Regions from separate parts of the Bicyclus anynana genome. Here region 2 is linked to region 1. A link is a contact called in public Hi-C data. All regions are on one chromosome and are shown on one strand. Each heading gives the region's core, a stretch centred on a gene start, on an enhancer-like site or on the middle of the called end of the contact. The rest is flanking DNA. Distances are from core to core; before and after follow the strand shown.

The links. Hi-C and Micro-C count contacts between places; a contact is called where the count stands out from the background.
Region 2: a contact with region 1 is called in a Hi-C map of whole larva, with 8 times the contacts expected there. The contact joins the enhancer-like site here to the promoter of LOC128199452 in region 1. A contact is called at or near these places in 2 of 2 Hi-C or Micro-C datasets (whole body and whole larva).

What each region holds. Positions count from the first base shown.
Region 1 is chr24:4,219,084-4,224,625 of ilBicAnyn1.1, forward strand. It overlaps LOC128199452, which reads left to right and starts at 3,494. Exons shown (of 2, transcript XM_052889019.1): 1 at 3,494-3,707; 2 at 3,949-5,542. The coding sequence starts at 4,848. The region is part of intron 1 of LOC112056612 (a long non-coding RNA gene); the gene reads right to left.
Region 2 is chr24:4,415,216-4,420,882 of ilBicAnyn1.1, forward strand. No RefSeq gene overlaps it. Among protein-coding and RNA genes, the nearest start is that of LOC112052966, 21 kb to the right of the region's middle. Within about 2 kb of position 4,281, at least 8 of the 8 cell types and tissues checked have open chromatin away from gene starts, as enhancers often do.

The DNA of each region.
Region 1 (5,542 bases), core at 2,244-4,743:
AAAAAACTTGTCTACCTTTTTTCTGTGTTGTAAGCTTGCAACGCAGCCGTTTCCCCGATGACATATTTATGTGTGTATTTACAACTTACAGTGTTATATGGAAAACATAGGTTGTTCTTGGATTTTATTTACGGTTTAGCGATAATTTATTAGACAGACAGGTTGCCTGTCACTATATGTAGTACGAGATATATTTCGGAATGTGTGTGTTTAATCTTCCTATTTCTCTGTTCTATTATAGGATTGCCGAATATAACACAGATCTGTGGCGCTACTCTCTAAAGGTATTAATAGAAATTTCAACGAATTCGTCTCTATCCCTTTCAATTTAACATAATACTGTAGATAGAGAGAGTTATATTAGAATTCGAAACTCACATAAGTCGAATTATTAAAACATCGTTACAGAATAGCGCTTCTAGGTATACCTAGATGGGCCAGTTTGCATTATCGTTAATTTCATAATTTCCCATACACACTAGAAAGGTCTGGAATACGTCATTTTCCTACCCTTTATTTTATTTAATTAAATAAAAATTACAATGATACATACATAAACCTGCAATTGCTATCTTCAAGTCAAGAGTGAATAGTTATCTTCTAGACAACAATCTTTTAAAATCTTTTACAAAATCATATTTCTGTATTATCACTTACCCTCAAGAGTTATTGCAGACAAACGCTATTTGTTATTGTTTAAAAAAGAATAGCGTCTAATTTCAAATGTTTTGATCCTAACATTAGCCGTTAAAACAAAATATGAAGGGGTAGTGCTATAAAGTTTCGATAGTATAAAATTATTCGAATACGCTAGATAAGTTAGCTTTAGTTTGTCAGTTGTATTCATTAGGTCAGTCATTACAATCGTCTGATGAAGACACTAATTATAATAGAAGTGTATCGTGTCCCCGGGCAAAAACCGGCTGGCGCATGCCACTTGCCCCAGTGCGCACCGGTCTCTGGTCATCCTTGGCTCGCAGGCTCCCTGCACCTGTCACCGTTCAATTAAACTCAAACGACATGTGCCCTAAACTTTATAATATCCCGCGAATTAACCACAGAATATTTTTAAACTCGCATGCCCATAAATAAATATTTGTCTGCCATTCAACAACAGATGGCGCTACACGTTAATCCTCTTTTTAAATTCCGCGCAAGCAATATTTCAGTTTTAACGATATTGGTCCGCATTGGACATTATTCACGGTTTATGTAATATTCGTCATTAGCAACTTTTTAATTCTTCAGGTGGTGATCATCTTCCGTCTCTTCCTTTTCTCGACGATCCGCACGATCGTCAACTAGAACACTTTGTACCAGGCGATCAGAGAACGCTTGGAGGTTTGTACAAGTCGTTCTAGCCGGACTAACGACAGTCAATGAGAGTAATCATGTAAATGACTGGCAGGTTTCCTTGACCTATCAATCTGGAAATTTTATTATAAAACAAAATGTGTTTAAAATGTGACGTCACATTAAAATTTTGTTATATCCTCTATAGCGAAACTAATTATTTAGTAGTAACCAACGATGGCTATGTATATTTTTCAGTTGCAAACTTTGAATATTATTAAATCTAACACTGTGTAGGTATACTAATTCTTGTATACTCTCAGACCAATGACTATACTATAAGTGTTGAAGGCGAAAAGATACGCGAAAGTTCAACAAAATAATGCCATTCCTTTAGCAGATCAAGAAAAGCGAGTTATCTTCAGCTTATTACGGGGAGACGAGGTACCAGGCTGGCAGATATCGCGAGAGCCAGCTTGTGACGTGGTCGCTTTCAATGTAGTTGTGGCGAGTGTGTTGGTGAGCAGCTACAGGGGTGTGCGTGAGCGCGTGTAGGCGCGTCACAATCACAGCCACTGACGACATTTTGACGCATTCCATTTTAATCACAACACTTTTTGTCATTTACTACGTTCTATATACAATCTGTTTCGATAAGACTATCTATATGTAATATTCATGTTAAGGAATTTAAAAATAAAAAATTGCTTTCGTGTGCATTAATGAAGGTTATTTAATTTAACATGTGAAGATACGCGCGGCGTTGGGTGACTTTTTTTCTAATTTGTAAGGTTGACGATCTCGTGCTCACACGCTTAACGTGTTCGTTGGCTCTCAGAACAGCCTATGCGGAAACAGCGTCGCTATTAACACACGTTCCATTGCCATGAGATACTTACCTACTACTAGCATATTACTACCACTGACAGGTTCATAGATATACTCTGTGAGAGATTTTCCTCACACACAAACATCCCGAAAATAGGCAGCCATGTTGTGTGTAAGTTGGTGGTTTTCGTGTGTGTAAAGGGAGGTTACGGACTAATGCGAAAACTTGTGTGTGATATTTTGCTAGTGAGCCGTAACTATGTTTTAAGTACTAGGCGATCATGGGTTACAAGGAGTTTATAGCAACTGAACTTATAACACAGTATGCCGATAAAGTAAGTTGAAACATATCAAACACCTGGCAGCATGGGGCATTGTTTTTTAATAATTTATTTTATTAATAAATAGACATACATATATTTTATGTAAGAACGCCGTCTGCCTTGTCAAATAATTATAATGAAAATGTCAATATGTATTTACAATGAACTCTATGACTATGCAAAATAACCTAACTATTAACAAACTGGTATGGTAACCTGCATTGTCACTTAACATCAGGTGAGATCATTGACCAGTGAAAAAAATATTTTTCTTTTTTTTTGTAATAATTAAAAATAAAAATAAATGTTTCTTAAATCTTAGATATTGGCGTGGTGTCCAAGCCATTCAACTTAAAAAATGCGTAACCTTTTGAATTTTAAAAAGTTTTCTCAATAAGTGCAGTATTTTTTATAGATGGCGCGCAAATTGTTTTTAAATGACATTTAAAACGCTAGCCTATTTTTATAAATCGATACCTTTTGCTACTTCAGTAATGTAAACGTCGATTTAGATATAACAGACCGACGTTTATATATAATATGAAAATCTATTATTTTTATTATATTTAAATGTTCAATAATCGCCAATTAATGCAGAATTACATCTATCAAGTCAGTAAATTAATTAACCGCAAATGATAAAATTAATATAAAAACGTGTGCTACGTAAACTAAATTTGGAACAAATTAAAATAAATACAATACAGACTAACTAAAATAATAAATATTTTAGAGATTTTTTTTTCAATTAGTTTTTTCCGCGTCCGGGAAGCGACCGCATGGGTGAATTACTCTGATTAGAGATGCAGAGTTGATTGAACCTCTTCTAGATCATCATCTCCCAGTATCGGTGCACCGGTGTCAATGACTTGATGACGAATCGATATCATTGATTCTTTACATACTAGATAGGAGCGAAAGATAATAAATCAGCTTTGGGGTTATCTATTTCTTTTTTATTCGGTAATTAGTCAGTATTGCTTGACTGCGATTTTGATTATACAAATATATAAATACTATAATTCTGATATTTTCGAACTTAGGGGAGATGTAGGCAATGGGAGACAGTTGGCAATGGTGATCACCTTAATATAACAAAAACCGAACGCGATCGGACGATGCGAATGTACTTATATGCTAGTATTGCATCATATTCGTTGGCGACTGGGACCTGGCTTTAGTTCGCGCGACGCATTCGCGAGTGACAGACGTGTGAAGTTTTGGCGCCATTTTGATCTAATTTTTCGACGTAATAAATACGAGGTAAGTCACAAAATAATAAGTATTTACTTCTGTACTTCTAATATGTAATAGCCGTAACATTTAAGCTTGTAATCCAGCAGCCATTTCGTTTATTAAACTTGAATTTTTTTGTCAGGCATTTTTTTTCCGTCTCAATTCCCATGTAGGTAATGGGAGTCGGGTGATCCCCATTACATACATAGTGATCCTCATTGCCCACACTAACTAGCTTTGGTAAAATAGTGTTATTATTTGTTTGTAGATGCCGAAAACTCGTGCTAGAAAAACAAATAAAGCTAAATGGACTTTAGACGACCTGGCAAATGCTGTAAAGCTGATTGAAGAACAAAAATTTTCAATCAGAAAAGCTGCCGAGATGATGAATATTCCATTTGCCAGTCTTCACAAGAGGTACAAGAAAAATATAATTAAGCCACCTCATCTCGGTCGTTATACTGTATTTAGCCCTGAGATGGAAAAAGAATTAGCGGACACCATTAAGAAAATGGCTAACTTATTTTATGGGTGCACTCCATATCAAATAAAAAGAGCCGCATTTGAATACGCTGAAGCCCTTAAGCTGAAACACAATTTTAATACCGTTTCGAGGTTGGCTGGACGAGTGTGGTTTGATGGATTTGTTACCAGGAATAATATTTCTGTGCGGAAGCCCGAAGCTACTAGCATTAACAGGGTTACAGCCTTCAACAGAACTGAAGTTCAACAATTCTACACGCTGCTAGAAGAGCTAATAGAAAAATACAAGTTTGTACCAAAGAATATATACAACTGCGACGAAACTGGCATATCTACCGTCCAGGATCCAGGAAAAATATTGGCTGCAACAGGGCAAAAGAGAGTAGGAAGCATAACAAGTTGGGAAAGGGGTAAGAATATAACTCTACTCTGCGCCATGAGCGCCACTGGTGGATATGTCCCCCCAATGTTTATATTCCCCCGAAAGAGGATGGCCCAACAGGAGCAATATATAAATGCTCTGACAACGGTTGGATAAATGAAGAACTTTTCCTTCAATGGCTCAAGCACTTCACCCACTTTACCAAACCTTCTGCAGAAGAACCAATACTATTAGTGTTGGATAACCATGCAAGCCACATTTCTTTGTCGATATATGAGTATTGCAAGGAAAACCATGTCCATATGCTATCACTACCACCTCACACATCTCATCGCATGCAGCCATTGGATGTGTCCTTTTTTGGTCCATTCAAGGCTGCATATAGAAGAGAATGCGATTTATTCATAAAAAGCCAGCTTTTACAAAAAATATCACCATACGATGTTGCTTCATTAGTCAAAAAGGCATTTTCGAATGTTGCCTCTATGAGCAAAGGCGAAGCTGGTTTCAGAGCAACGGGAATATTTCCTATAAATCCCAATGTTTTCACAGATGAAGACTTTCTGCCAGCTGAAGTCCTTCAGGTAGAACCAATTGTAGTTCAAGATGTTGCTGAATCGACTTCTGCTGTTGCTATTGACTCCGCACCAACCCTACCAGCTACTATTGAGCTAGATCGGAATAGTCCTATTCCGAGTACATCCACCGCACCAACCCTACCAGCTACTATTGAATTAGATCGAATTAGTCCTATTCCGAGCACATCCACATTTTGTCATACTACTTCTGAATCAAGGACTGACATGGCACCAAATCTTACAATCCAAAATTTCATTCAGATGCCTAAACAAAAAACTGTTGTCAAGACAAACGGAGGAAGAAAAAAACAGCATGCAACTATTTTGACTTCCACACCACTCAAAGACGCCCTAGTGGATAAAGAAAATAAAAAGAAGGAGAAAGCTGCGAAGAATAAAGGAAAACGAGTAGGAAAGAA
Region 2 (5,667 bases), core at 3,031-5,530, 200 kb after region 1:
AGTAAAATAAAAAAAAAATTGGAAATGTGTGGAAATCGAACCCGGATATTTCCACTACCTCCAAGCATAGTGCACTAGGGGGGTATTTCGAAACACTCGAGAAAGCCAGCTCTGAACGCTGATTTATTTTTCTAGACACCAATTATGAATTCTAACGCCGTACCGTCCGAAAACTAATGTCAATGACCCCAACACCCCTATTCTGAAATTCATTCGCGTTCGTTTATCGTAGGACCAGTTTTTGGTATCGAATTAAGTTTATTACATTTCAGTTTGTATTATTAAGTATATTTATTAAATGTATGATCGTTTTGGTGCTACGAAAGGTATATCCTACCGTTTAAGTAAACTAAGCGTTTTAATTGACTTTTTTTACTTTTATCTAAGTTTTTTTATATTATATGTATGTTTCATCAATTAATAATAATTTAGATTGGATATTACCTATCTTCTTAATCAGTACTAATATTTTATGAATATTTAATTTTTCTCTATTCTTTTTTAACTAATGTATTAAGTTTATATTATTTTTTTCTTATCAGGTAGTTCGTTACTACAAAAACCATAAAACTGGATTAAATATTCATCAATGGTGAGATTTTACAAAAGTATAATTAAAAAAAATTATTTAGGATTCCCATTGAGATTAATAATTATTATTTAAATCCCTAGGAAAATAGACGTCATTGTTTTTTAAAACAACAAAATTAAGTAATTTTTTACTTCAAAAAAAGTCTGTTATTTAGTAGTTTATGAGATAAATATAAATAGCCAAACCAAATTAAAATTTGGTTGTTTGTGTCATTGTTATCTGTCAAAGTTTTAAAGTTCTAAACCGATATTAATAAAAAAATCTTTATAAAGAAATCGCAATGACTTATTTAATTTTACATCGATTTCACAAAAGCTTTGTAACAAACAATTGATATAATAAAATATATCTTCATAAATATCCGTACCTTACTTATATAAATTATTTATCAGCATTCATTTCAACTTTTTATTATTGAAACCTTGTCTCGCGCGATCACGTCAGACATCCAGAATAAGGTTGTCAAACTTATAATGCCAATCTCGGGCAGCCAATAAAATGTCCAAGATACAGCCCTCTTCTTAGCTCGGGCAGTTTAATTGCTTTATTATGACAAAACAGAGTTTGGGTGTTTGGACAAAGTTATTGACATCTTGTTGCCACTACTCGCGGATAGATGGCGCTGAACTTCGTTTCATTTTATTTCAAAATCGAAAATTAAATATCATTTATTTCAAGTAGGCTCAGTTTACAAGCACTTTTGACACGTCAGTTGACTATTTGTAAAGATTCTACCACCGGTTCGGAAGGCAGGTTCTGCTGAGAAGAAACTGACAAGAAACTCAACAGTTGCACATTTTACCTACTTATATTTACGAGTACTAATATAACAAAAATAGATATCGAGTGTCTGTACTTCCAAAAAAATTACTTAAATATAATAATCGGTATGTGGCGATAAAAGAAGTCCAGTGAAGCACAAAACATATTTCAAAAACACTAGCCGTTAGTCTCGTCTAGTCTCGTTCCCGTGAGAATACGAAGGTAAAATATATCCTATGACACTCATAAATGTGGCTTTCTAGTGGAAAAAGAGATTTTAAAATCGGTTCAGTAGATCCAGAGATTACCCCTTAAAACACCAAAAACTTTACCTCTTTAAAATCTTAGTTACCTATAGATAAAGTATTCTTTTGTCTGTCTGTCTATTCGCACGAATTTATTACTTCGGTTGTACTACACGTATTTCCGTATCGTTTCACAGGTAGATAAAGCCTAGTACAACATTGTAAACTTTGTTTTATTGAATTTGGAATATAACCAGAGGAAGCTAGCGACTTCGTTCTTAGCTTCAGTGTTGATCTAGGGCAAAATCTATCTCCATTCTAAACATCAGCCTAGTTACATTCAGTCGGTTATATATATCCACCCACACGTATCCATCCATATATCCAACCATTAAGACATTCATCCATCCATACGAACTTTCGTGTCTGTCATGTTTTTTCAACCCGTACTAAATTTTTCATTAATAAGGTACATAGGTTCTCTTAAGGTTGGTATCTACCTACTTAATAAAATATAGCAAAATCATTTGAGCTCACTAGCATGCATAAAACTGATTGACAGAACCAACCAATACGAGTGAAGCCACGCACATAAGCTTGTATTTATACATGGAAAGATACTATTTCTTTATAAAAATTGACCATGCTCAAAATAGGGGTCATTAAACCCCAAACGTAACGCAATTCATCTACCACTGTTATCAACTCTCCAATTGATTAGTTGTAGGTGTTTATGGTTTTTATTCCATAAAATAACATAATAGCGCCATTATTACACCATAGCACTCTATTAAAACACCAAAACCAGCCAAAGTCCGTCAATTTTGAAAATTTCTGACGTAATTGTGTATTTTGTGTGCACCCACGTAAAAACACCTATTTTGTCAATATGATGCGTTAAAAAACATTTTTCAAACACTTTAAACAGCGTGATTCCTTAAAAATTCGTACTTACACAAAAAAAAATAACAAATGAACACCCAAAAAGCTTACGTGACTTCGCGCGCGTTGGGTTCGTGGAAACGCCTACACCGCGAGTGCCTGGTATCTGATGATATATTTTAAATTTTAAAATATATCGAGTGACATTAGAATAGTATACACCTTGCACGTTACATTGAATTAAAAAAAAATAAAATTACTTTCTATCTATTAAATCCGCGATAATTAATTATTTAAAAGGAATATTTTTTTTATGTGTTTGTTATTGTCAGGAGAGGATTGTGACAGAAAAAAATTAAAAAATTGAAGAGTAGGGTAGGGCTAGGGTAGGGATAAGGTAGAGGTAAGTTTAAAGAAGAAAGAAAGAAGAAGAATCGAGTTTCACGCGGACGAAGTCACGGGCGTCCTCTAGTTACACAATTAATTGATATAGACTGACTTTAAAAAATACCTCAAAATTGATTATTTCAAGTAGGTAGGTAGGTAGTACATTTGAAACGTCAAGTTTGACCATTGATTATTTTTATCTATACTAATATTATAAGACAGAAGAGTTTGTTTGTTTGTTTGGTTGGTTTAACGCGCTGTTCTCAGGAACTACTGGTCTGATTTGAAAAATTATTTTAGTGTTAGATAGCCTTTTTATCGAGGAAGGCTATATTTTATCCCCATATCTGCGGGGATAGGAACCTTGCGGGTGAAACCGCGCGGCGTCCACTAGTTTTTTTTTTTTCGATAAATAATATTTGCCATATCTTTTCTAATATGACCAATTTCCCATTCCCCTCCAACTAGCCGGAAAAGACTGTGCTAGGAGTGGGTACGACAATAGACCAATGGGGTGAGGATTGAACCACCACCAATGTGGTAAGTCCAACCGCTGAGGTACTGCAGCTATTATAAATTGATAAAATATTTTCACTAAAACAATATTTGCTATCAAAGTTAAGTTGTGTTGTAAACTTATTATTAAAATTATTTTAAAATTTACGTAAGTTTATTTATAGTCTTGTTGTAGGGTTATTTTTCATTTTGTACATTGTCTTACAGAGCTTTAATGTTTGCGACTGAAACGCCTAAGTAAATCAGGAGATTTTTTGGCTTTACAAATCAGAACATAAAGACTTCTGTTTGGTGTGGTATAGGAATCTGTGACAGCCAAACTTACGTAATTTTATAAATCTTTATTATGTTTGTTGAAGTGGCAATCGGCGATGCATATAGTTTATGTATTTATTTGATTGAGAATATGAGCCAAGACGCTTGAAGTAACATCGTGACGTCACAAAATGGACGGCATTTTTGACGTTTGGAAAAATTTAATAAATAAATTATTTAAAATAAAGTTTTCTATAACTTAACTTACTTACTAACTAATCTTTAACTTTTATTAATTGATATCGATATATATCGGACTCTTATTCCATGTACTTTTACGAAATTAATATTGTTTAAATTAAATTTGATATGAGTCAGCTACCCTATTGGCTATCGTATTTACCATTATAGGCAAACAGATTTCTATCCTTTAAAAAATGAGGTATGTCTGGCTATCGCAGATCCATTAATCTATATAATATTTTTACAATAGTTTCAATTCCTACATCTACAAATTGCACGTCTACATAGCTTACAAAGAAACGGATATAATTAAAAGCAACAGATTAATTATAATCAGGGAGTGTCATACAATGTAGAGATATTATATATCTGAGTTTACTAGGCCATAAGTTGAACGAACCTTGTCTCCTCTCAGCTCACACACACGCGCGCGGAGATAACACTCACACAAGCGCACGCACACTAATGTAAACTGAGCGTGAGAATTGTTGATAACTCACTTGCGTTAGTGAGCTCAGTCGTCACTTCCGACTTGCTTAGATATGAAGTATTTACAAGGATTAAATACTAGTATAAATTTCCCTTTAATACAATGCAAAAACTGTAGAATTTATTTCTAATAATAACTTAGTTCTTAACACAGAAGCACTAAATTAAATTGACATTATAAATTGTATTGTTTGTGTAAGAAATTAGAGGTCATAAAGCTAATTAGAAAGAGATAGGATAACAATTAAATAGTTTAGATGTGTGCGTGCGATACGTCTATGACATGTATGGCTAGGCGAGTTTCATCGAGTTATGCGAGCCTGGTACATCGAATCTTGTTTGCGCATGCATACATTTTAACTACAAGTTTTTTTACGGCTGTTTTAAAATAAACCCAGCCTAACCTAACCGGCTTGACGGGGCAATTTCTTAAATCTTTGCATTTCCGCGTGGAGAAAAGTAAAAAAGGTCATTCGCGCCTCAAAAATTACCTCGGCTGAATACAAATGCACTTTTTGTTAGTGTCAATATTTACTTATTTAAAAAATCTACTTGATATTCAATTTAAAAGCATCATGGTTTAAAAGGTTTGTAAATTGTACCTGTTTCATGTATAAGTACGTACCTTTAATAACTATTACCTTACCTTATCAGCCGATAGACGTCCACTGCTGGACAAAGGCCTCTTGCATGGACCTCCAGACGGTCTCGAACCGCCAGCATCCAGCGGTTCCCTGCAACCTGCTTAACACTGTGCTTTCCGGTGCGGGGTCGCCATTCCAGCACCATGGGATCCCAACGTCCATCGGCTCTTCGAACGATGTGGCCTGCCCATTGCCACTTCAGCTTCGCGAGCTATGTCAGTGACTTTAGTTCGTCTGCGGATCTTCTCATTCCTGATTCGATCACGCAGAGACACTCCTATAATAGCTCGCTCTATTGCCCGCTGACTGACTGAGCCTTCTAATAAGGCCCATAGTCAGCGACCAAGTCTTGGATCCGTAGGTAGAATTTCGTCTTTAACTTAAATTGCTTATAAATAAATAATTATTATTTATAAACAATTAAAATTGAGATGTATAATAAAAGAAAACCGGGAAAATCTGTTTTGTAATTTGTTGAAGAATGTTTCATGAATTGTCTTGTTAATCGTAAGGATTGGAAACGACACTAGCAATGGATGAGGATCGAACCCACCCTCTCGATGTTGAGTCCATTGCCTTAACCGTGCAGCTATTGAGTGTTAATTAATAAAAAGTCTTTATTAAAAATTGGTAGCCTGTCTACTGTCTAACT